Linked DNA regions of Anas platyrhynchos: region 1 is linked to region 2. A link is a contact called in public Hi-C data. All regions are on one chromosome and are shown on one strand. The core of a region is the stretch at or near the end of the contact, and the rest is flanking DNA. Distances in the headings are between cores, read along the strand shown. Region 1 overlaps CD47 (CD47 molecule). Region 2 overlaps BBX (BBX high mobility group box domain containing).

Region 1 (4,373 bases), core at 1,553-4,052, 56 kb before region 2:
AGTGATCTTCGTAGCTCTCAGATGGTCATAGAGAGATACAAACTGCTGCCTTGCATGATTGCTAAAGGCTAGGGAAGGAATTCTGGTGCTTAACTTCAGTGGATTTTGGGGGACCCTGAAAATTTGATTATGCCCATGTTTTACTTTTATTGCTTTGTGCTTTCTTCGAACCAAAGATTTCTGTTTTACTAATTTTCATACAACTGTTTGCAGGTGGCAATATTACTATCAATAAAGTTGGTCTTGGTTTTGTTGTACTGCCTGCTGTGATACTGATGGTGCTTCAATACTATATATTTAAAATTGGTGAGTATTTCTTTATTCACCAGCTCAAGAACATAGTGTTAGAAAAACTTAGGACCTCCTCTGCCATCTCACGTAATCTACATATTATTTTACTTTTTTTATATATATATATATATAAATATATTTTACAATAGCATGCTGGCTTCCTGACCTTCCTAGTTTCTCAAAGTAAATTAACCTTTGTTTGTCTGAGTTGCTTCAGGGAAGATGTATAAATTGAGAAAAGAGATTTAGGGTAAGACATCTGAATGATTCCTGCTCTTCCTTCCTTGGCCTTGAGACTGGGATGAATGTCTAACTCTCGGAATGTATGTTTTATTTCTTCTGCTTAAGGTTTATTTATAATTTTTCGCTATGCATGCACAAAATAGTTCCCTGAGTGACTTTTGTAATTTTTGTTATGCTGGCTGAGTTTGGAATTTAGGAGAACCTGAACGTTCCTTGTGTGAATGATCTACCTTTCATATTTCTGTAGTTGATACTATAAAATGACAATTTTATTTTTTTGTCTTTTCCAGTTCTCGTTGATGTAACACGTAAAGGATATATTCTGATAGGTCTTCAGTCTTTTGGTTTTGTAGTTGCTCTTGTTGGTTTTGCACTGTGCATCTCAGGTAAGCAATATACCTTCTGTAAAAGTGTCTTTTTACCTTTTAACACAAAGATGTTGTGAAAATAGCTGTACATTAAGTGTTAATGATTAAGTCATGTAAATAGGAGTACTGTGTTAATGCTCTTTTATCTGACGAAAGAAGAATAGCCCAAAGGCAGTTTAATAAGTATTACTGTATCCATCATGGCTGCATTCTATGAGCTGTTGCTTTAAAAATTAACTTCTAAAATCGTTTTCATTTTTGCAACAGTTGGTTGCACCCTGTAGTCACCTCAAACAAATGCTGACCTTTGTTACTGGTGTTCTTAGTAAGGCCTAAAGTACAAAATAAATCCCAAATAGAAACATAATTGTTTTCTAGTGTTCAATGAATAAATCAGAAATTCCTTGTTAATCTCTGTCTGTATGCAAATGACAACTGAATTGCTGGGAGTTGGATATCACTGAAACAGCTTAAGAAGGCATATCTGGAAGTAGTAACAGAGAAAAGGGTGAACTTAGGAGTAGCCATCCTTGGCAGCGTATTTAGTTGTAGCATACATACTGCGGTTCATCTAAGCATTTGGATGTCCAATTTATTGCTTCTTAAAGACATTTTCATTTTATTAATTTATTTGATTTGGGATTTAAGGAAGTGTTTCTCCTTGCAATGGTTTCTGAAGGTTTCTCTGCTTTGAGTGAAATTATGGACCTTTCAGTAGAGCCCTGATTTGTAAGGGGCACATAAGTGTTGTCAAGTAGTATGTAATAGTGAAATACACAAGATTTCTGGTAAAGTGTTACCTTCTAACATGATCCAAAATGGAGTATGTGTTTGTGTTCTCAAATAGAAAATCACCCTCTCTTTTCATTGAGGATTTTTTTTTACAGCTCATAGAAGGTAGATGTTAGCTCTATCTCTGGAATTTTAGGTCTGGGACCCTTAAGTATCAGTAGGTTATCCTACGGTCAGCTCACAGGGAGCTGCAATGACTTCAAGGCCCTGGAAAAATGGGTGGTTTACAAGGATCAGAGAACAAGGGAGTTTCTGGAATGGACTCCAGGTAGCTTGTAATAGCCAATTTCTGCTCTGTAAACTTGAGAGCATTCCTGTTATTTGTAGTGTACTTGAATCAGAGCTATTCTTATGTTCTTCTTCCTTGTAAAGGGGAAAAAATGGAGGGGGGCATGTGTGGAAATGTAGACCCCCTTTTTTTTTTTTTTTTTTTTTTTTACCATGTTCTATTAATAACACTACTGTATTTTGTAATCTAATGCTATTGTTGGAAAAAAAAATGGGGTCAAAGATAAAAGTTAAATATAAAATGTAAATAATGTAATTAATCACAGTGAATGTCAGTTGAATACTACAGCTGAAGTGTTACCAGGATAAATTAATAAATGCCTTAGTGTCATTAAAGACCATAGAGCCAAAAAAAAAAAGTTGTAAAAGTAGCTTTGGGAGGGGCTCAAAAGAAATTAGTCACTTCTGGTTTTATCAGGCTTACTTATTTTAGTATTTATATCTGAAAAGTTTGTGTTTTTACTTGTGTCGTATGATACAATATCTTGTTTCTTAACAGCCTGTCCTTCAGAACTTCTCTCTGTTGTAATTGCCGGCTTAGCTGTTATGGCTTTTGAGGATCTGCTTGCTCTGCTTTATATGTATACTAGTTGTAAGTAGCATCTAATATTCTGCATTGATTTTATTTATTTTAGATTTCACAATTACATAGTTAAAAGTAATTACTGAGAAATTGTATATAATGGCATTTGTTTCATAGACTGTGGAGAATCTGTAGTAAAAAAAAAAAAAGAAGTTTTAGCTTATAATAAACAGCCCTGGGTTTCCCAAGTAAGAGTGTTTCATCTGTAAGATAAATATTGTTGTTTTAAGATCTGAGTTTACGCAGTTGCCAAGCTGAAGGTTAGGACTAAAAGAGCAAACAGATTTCGAAGACTCTGTGGAGTAAGTTACAGGATGGTGCATATAGTAAATATGCTCAGAATACGAATTCGAAGAAGCAAAATCTGCCTAATGATTTCCGTGGGTTAGATGAAGGCTAAAATAAGAGCAATTTGAATGAGGACCTCTTGTTTTAATCAGTCCTGTTTTTTCTTATACTTAATTTTAAAAGCCAGGAGCAAAGGATAGCAATGCTTTGTTTCAGAAACTGGTCTGTTCACCAGATCTCAAAATGACTTGAAGGTGTAAAGTCTGGTCAGGCCTGCTAGGTCGGCAAAAAGCACATCAATGCTGTGGGATGGAATGTGGTACAGACATCTCTAAGCTGCCACACCACAGCATAACACTATGTGGACTTTATAACTTGTGTGTAAGAGAGCAGGGTAGCTTTATTTGCTTCAAGCTGTGCATGAAGGCTCTTCAAACAGCTTGTTAAATTGGATGTGGAACCATACAATTGAAGATATATTGCTTCCAGACTTGAGCTGACTTGAGTCTGCTCAGTCCATAGTCTGCACTGAACTATGCAGTTTCAGTATGTGCACACCGTGTGTGGGGATGGTCAGAAATAACAGACCCCGAGACAGGGAGGAATTCCATTAAAGCAGAAAATAAGGTAGAAGGCCCAATATCTGAGATTACAATAAGTCAAAATGTGACAGAGGTGAAGTGAGCCTTTTAACAATAATAACATATTTTTTGTTGATGTCAGGCTACTTATGAAGCTTGTACAAGCACAAAGAATAGTGTGTAATGTAACTTATTAGAGCTGAATGCCTTGAGTGGGATATTTTGGATCACACATTTAGTTCCTAAACAGGAGTGCTTAGCGGCGTTTAGAATTTGGAGATCATGTTAAATAAGTTTGGATAGAGGAAGCTGCAATTTTGTGTGTTGCTACTGTTTTCCAAATTTTATTAGTAGGTGTTCTTATTTGGCTGATCATTTGTTCATTTTTGCTTTTTTTGGTAATTGTTTTTAGGTTCCAGAATGAAAGATCATCAAACTCCAAGGGTAAGCTTAAAATTAATAAATTTGGGGTGACTAGATGGCTCAGGGGATTGTAGTGAGATACTGAGCCTTTCTTCACTAGTTCGAATTCAGACCAGGTTGGTAGCAAGCAAAAGTTATGGCTGTGTAACAGATGTCTAATGTTGAGTGACTTGGTGGTCTTCATTGTCCCTATTGAGTGCGTCTATAGTACTGTAATTGCCACCCTTACCAAGTGTTGTGCTCAAATAGAGCTTTTAAAGGGCTGTCACAAAAAGGTGGTGGATGTGAACGGAAGTTTTGGTGTCTTTAAATGCACTCTTAGCCATTAATTTTTTTAAGACCATTGGTTAATGTTTTTTTCATTAAGGTGAGTGCAGAATATTGTTTTTGTTTGTTTTATTTTTTTTATATAGGTGGCTTATAACAAAGACTTAGCATTGGGTTGATTTTTTGTGGCCTTCTGAACCAGAACCCTTTAATGTTTTCTGGAATTCCTAACTATGCAAATTCTGTAGC
Region 2 (4,239 bases), core at 867-3,366:
AGCACACTGGCCCTACTCCAGCAAATGCACAGACATCTTTCATTATTTAGACGCTGTGACACTATTCACATGCTTAACTTCCAAGGACATGCCTCTGTTGTGTTGGAGTAAGGCCAGGGTATTCAACACTTGTCAGGCTTGAATCTTTGATCATAGTGAATGCTTCACTTTGTATCAAAACAGGCTGTTTTTAAAATTTTTTTTTAATCATTTTGCTTAGCTTCATATTGTATCTACAGATTTTAAAATATAAATATTTTTTACTCAATCTTGTCTTAAATGCTGTTTCTTTTCCTATAGGAGAGTTTAAACACTGTTTTTAAATTTTTATTTATTCATATTAATTTCTCTCCATGGTCAATTAATAATTCGGGCACACAGGATTCTGAATGGCACCCAGTAAGAACTATGCTAATGTGTGATGTCTTCTTCACTCTGGCGTGGAAGCACAACAGTTACTTCTCATGAGCAACTCTAGCAACACGTTTGTTTTACAAAACCAACAAAAAAGAGTATGTAATTTATAAATATTTGCCTTGTTGAATGTAGCACAGCTGACAGAAGCTATGAGGAAAAACAGTGCAAGTGTACCACGGAGGATACAAAACACAGCATCAGGAAAGGAGAAGAAATGACATGGATCAAGCCTCAGGGAAAAGGATTGAGCATAAAGGTAGCTGGGGGAACTGGAGATACAGATTGTCATTTTATTATCTTAAAAAGAGACAGACATGGATGGGATTAAAAGGAAGAAATTCATGGAGCTACTTAAGTAAGAACAAGCAGAGAGGCTCTGCTATATCTCAGGGACGATGTAGGAGAGAACTCCACTGTGGATGATCTGGATAGCATGGAAAAGATGACTAGGGGGTGGAAAGGAGGAAAAAAAAAGGCCCAGGAAACCAGGCTAAGTTATAATCCTGTACATACTGTACATTTGAAAACAACGCTGGGACTTGTGAGTGTATGGGTATGCAGGACCAGAGTGCTCTAACAAGAGAAAGACGTCAGAGCACTACCGGCAGCGTAGAGGGCGGAGCAGATCTGAGGCAGAACTTAAAACAAGAAAATCCTGTAGATGTTATCTTCAATCAGAGGCAAACGGGCAGCTGGTTAAGGTTTCTACAGAGGGAGGGTTGGTTCAAGGATGGCAGGAGTACTCCTGAGAACCAGTGCAGAAACCAGCTCTCATGTTCTGACCAGCTGCAGTCTGCAGAGCTCCAGACAGATGGAAATCAGAGGGAGAGGAGCAAGCAACAAAAATATGACCAAGGGGTAAACAGTACTGCCTCCAATAGGGAAGGGATGGAGATAAGAGCAACCGAAGGACTAGAGAGCTACAAGCAGTGGAAGATAAAGTTCAGGGCCAACTGCAGAACTGCACTTGCTTTGTCAGCTCTGCTGCAGAGTCTGGAGCAGAGAAACTGTAATCAAGGGAGATACCAAGGAACAGAGAAACAGCATTGTACTCGAGTAAGGCAGTATGACCAACCGGAGCCAGGAGCTAATGGAGTCAAAGCAGACAGGGAAATAAGGGACCAAAGCAGTCAAAGGCTAGAGAGTCAGGTAGCCTCTGCCTAGAAGCATCACCCGAGACTGAATTCAGAGAGCAGGCGGACCAAAACCTTAACTAAGTAATGCACCAGTACCTGTGTCCGGAACATTAAGCTTCTCCTTTTTGTGCTTATATTTGCTGACAATTTTGTGGAATAAGTTCTTTTTCTGAGACTGGAATGAACCTACAGACAACATTAATAATACATACTTTTAATCAGCAGTTTTAGAAAGAGCACAACAGTCACAGCATGTACTATAAACCTCCCCTTCCACTAATGCAGGATGCCATTTCATGGTGAAGCACAAAAACTAACACCCACTGCGCTCTCTGGAGGCTCTCTATCTAAGCAGGCTGTACTCCAACCCACCACCTCTCTATGCAAAAGTGTCCCGGAGCATTTTGCAGAACGGTGACCTTCAGAAAGCTCAGCCATACAATAAAACAAGAGCTTTGTTTGTTTGTTTAAAGACATGCGCCCTTTCAGATGTGTAGTGGGATGGCTGCTTTCTTCGCAGCAGCCTGTATGGTGCTGTGTTTGAAACTGGTGACCCAAACAGTGTCGATAACGCACTGGTGATTAGTGGTTGCTGAGCAGTGCTTGCACAATGCCAAGGCCTTCTGTTCCTCCCTCTGTGCCCCAGGGCGAGGAGTGCCCCACTGGGGGGGCACAAGAGGTGTCAGGGGACAGGGCCACGACAGCTGGCCCCAGCAGGCCGAGGAGATATCTCATACCATACGGTGTCACGCTCAGCAGTAAAACTGGGGATGGGTTTCCAAAGCAGCCGCAGCTCAGGGCCTAGCTAGGCATGGGTTTGTTGGTGGTGAGTGAGTAATTTTGCTTCGCTTGTTTCTTGTTTTTATCCTGTCACTTATTAAACCACTTTTGTCCCAACCTACACACGTTTTTGTCCTCACTTTCACCCTTTCTGGTTCTCTCCCTCATCCCGCTGTCAGGGGAGTGACTGGGTGAGGCCGTACCTACCAGGCATGGTCAACCCCCGCAGGACCAGGAGTTAGGTTTGCCTTTTTGGTGACCAGAAATAAGTTTATAGTAAGTGCATAAGTAAAAGCTCCCAGGAGAGTAAGGTGAGGGTGTACCCTGCTGACGGTACCGTTCCTACTTTGACAGTGGAGTCTTTGCTAGTAACGGTCAGAAGGCATTTTACAGGGCAGCAGACAAAGCATGCCACTAGCAGAAGCCATTAGGAACCATCCTTTGACTCACTAATGGAGATACAGCAGCAAAGAAATAACAGACACATTATTTCTACACTGCAAAGCCACTTTTAGGCAGTTACTTTTCAGAAACAAGCTGCACATCAAAATCTTATTTCCGAAGATACAGCAGGTGAGCACCTCTTCAGGCTAGCTCCGAACAGACCTGCCCAAACAGAAAGGAGATGTGCTGCAGATGCCAGGACAGCTCACAGCCTAACGAGAGGGCATCCTTCCCAGCTGCACTCTAGCAGGAACTGCACGCCATCCACCACACCGACCTCCTCTGCTCCTCCTCATCCTTACAAGAAGCCAGACACACACTGGCTACTGAGACAACTGTAAATGTGTAGTAATGTGATCAAGGTGAGTTCACATCATGCATCTGCAGTTTTCGATCACTACCCAGCTCTGTATGTGGGGAATGAAGGAGAAAAACATGTAGTGCAGGCAAGGAGAACAGCATTCATAGAAACTAGCTTCTGTTTGAATAATACACAGAGAACAGTAAAACCCAGACAGGAACAGACAGAAAAATCCTAAAATTTTGTATACTTGGCTTTGTAGTTCACTGATGCCCTTTTTTTAAAAAAACAAAACAAAACAAAACAAAATAACAAACTACTAAAGATATCAAATTTTGGGAAAAAGTGAATAGTATCACAAAAAATCCAGATGTCAAACAACAAACCAAAGCAAAAACAAAAACAAAAACCAATCCAGGCTAGACACCATCAGCTTTAATTTTGTTTTTTTAATAGAACTTGTAGAGAAAATACTGTAAAGTTCAACAGAATAGGCCGTATTCATTCAAACTAATTCAAGTGTCTTTCTGCAGATTTTATAGTAGGTTCCTGAGTATCACAGAGTTGGATAGGCAGTATTGTGCCAGTAGACGAAAAATGCAAAATAAGTCATGAAAAAGCTCAAGCAGGTTGAGGGAAAGTGTACCTAGGCTTTTCTGACGACTAAGGTCGAATGTTTAATTCATATCAGCAGAGACAAATCTTTCCAAAACAGTTCCACCAGACACAGAGGAAGAGATATGCAAGAGATAATTCAGGACATAATTTTTACTGTTTTCTCTCTCTCTCTTCTTCTTTTTTTTTTTTTTTTTTCCAACTTAACAAATAAGTGGTTTGTAGGTGCTTGGAATAAGCAACATTTTACATGGTATTACAGAAATCTCCACTGCTACAGCTCGGCTTGCACCCTACAAACTGCTTTATTCCACGGACTATCAGTGAGTGCCAGCAACTGAACAGAATAAATGAGATTAAAAACTCCCCAAAAGATGACAGTTGTTGCATGGATAAGGAAAGCTATGTCTTAAATTTCTCTTTTACCATCAAAGAACACTTCAGATAAGCTTGTATCTGCACCACATAGCAGATGCTAGATGGTTCATAGCACATGCTACTTGCATGTAAAATTCTGTTCTCAAATGGAAAGACATTGACTGCAGT

What was found. Hi-C and Micro-C count contacts between places; a contact is called where the count stands out from the background.
Region 1: a contact with region 2 is called in a Hi-C map of skeletal muscle, with 3 times the contacts expected there. The contact joins two enhancer-like sites. A contact is called at or near these places in 3 of 8 Hi-C or Micro-C datasets (F5 follicle, skeletal muscle and small yellow follicle).

The regions. Positions count from the first base shown.
Region 1 is chr1:92,238,095-92,242,467 of IASCAAS_PekinDuck_T2T, reverse strand. CD47 (CD47 molecule) reads left to right here. Exons shown (of 12, transcript XR_011803744.1): 6 at 214-306; 7 at 825-920; 8 at 2,482-2,574; 9 at 3,847-3,878. Among named protein-coding and RNA genes, the nearest start is that of CD47, 12 kb to the left of the region's middle. Within about 2 kb of position 2,802, at least 4 of the 8 cell types and tissues checked have an H3K27ac peak or open chromatin away from gene starts, as enhancers often do. A contact at or near this core is called in F5 follicle, where this site is marked.
Region 2 is chr1:92,181,073-92,185,311 of IASCAAS_PekinDuck_T2T, reverse strand. BBX (BBX high mobility group box domain containing) reads right to left here. Exons shown (of 16, transcript XM_027449484.3): 13 at 1,650-1,739. Among named protein-coding and RNA genes, the nearest start is that of CD47, 69 kb to the left of the region's middle. Within about 2 kb of position 2,116, at least 5 of the 8 cell types and tissues checked have an H3K27ac peak or open chromatin away from gene starts, as enhancers often do. A contact at or near this core is called in F5 follicle, where this site is marked.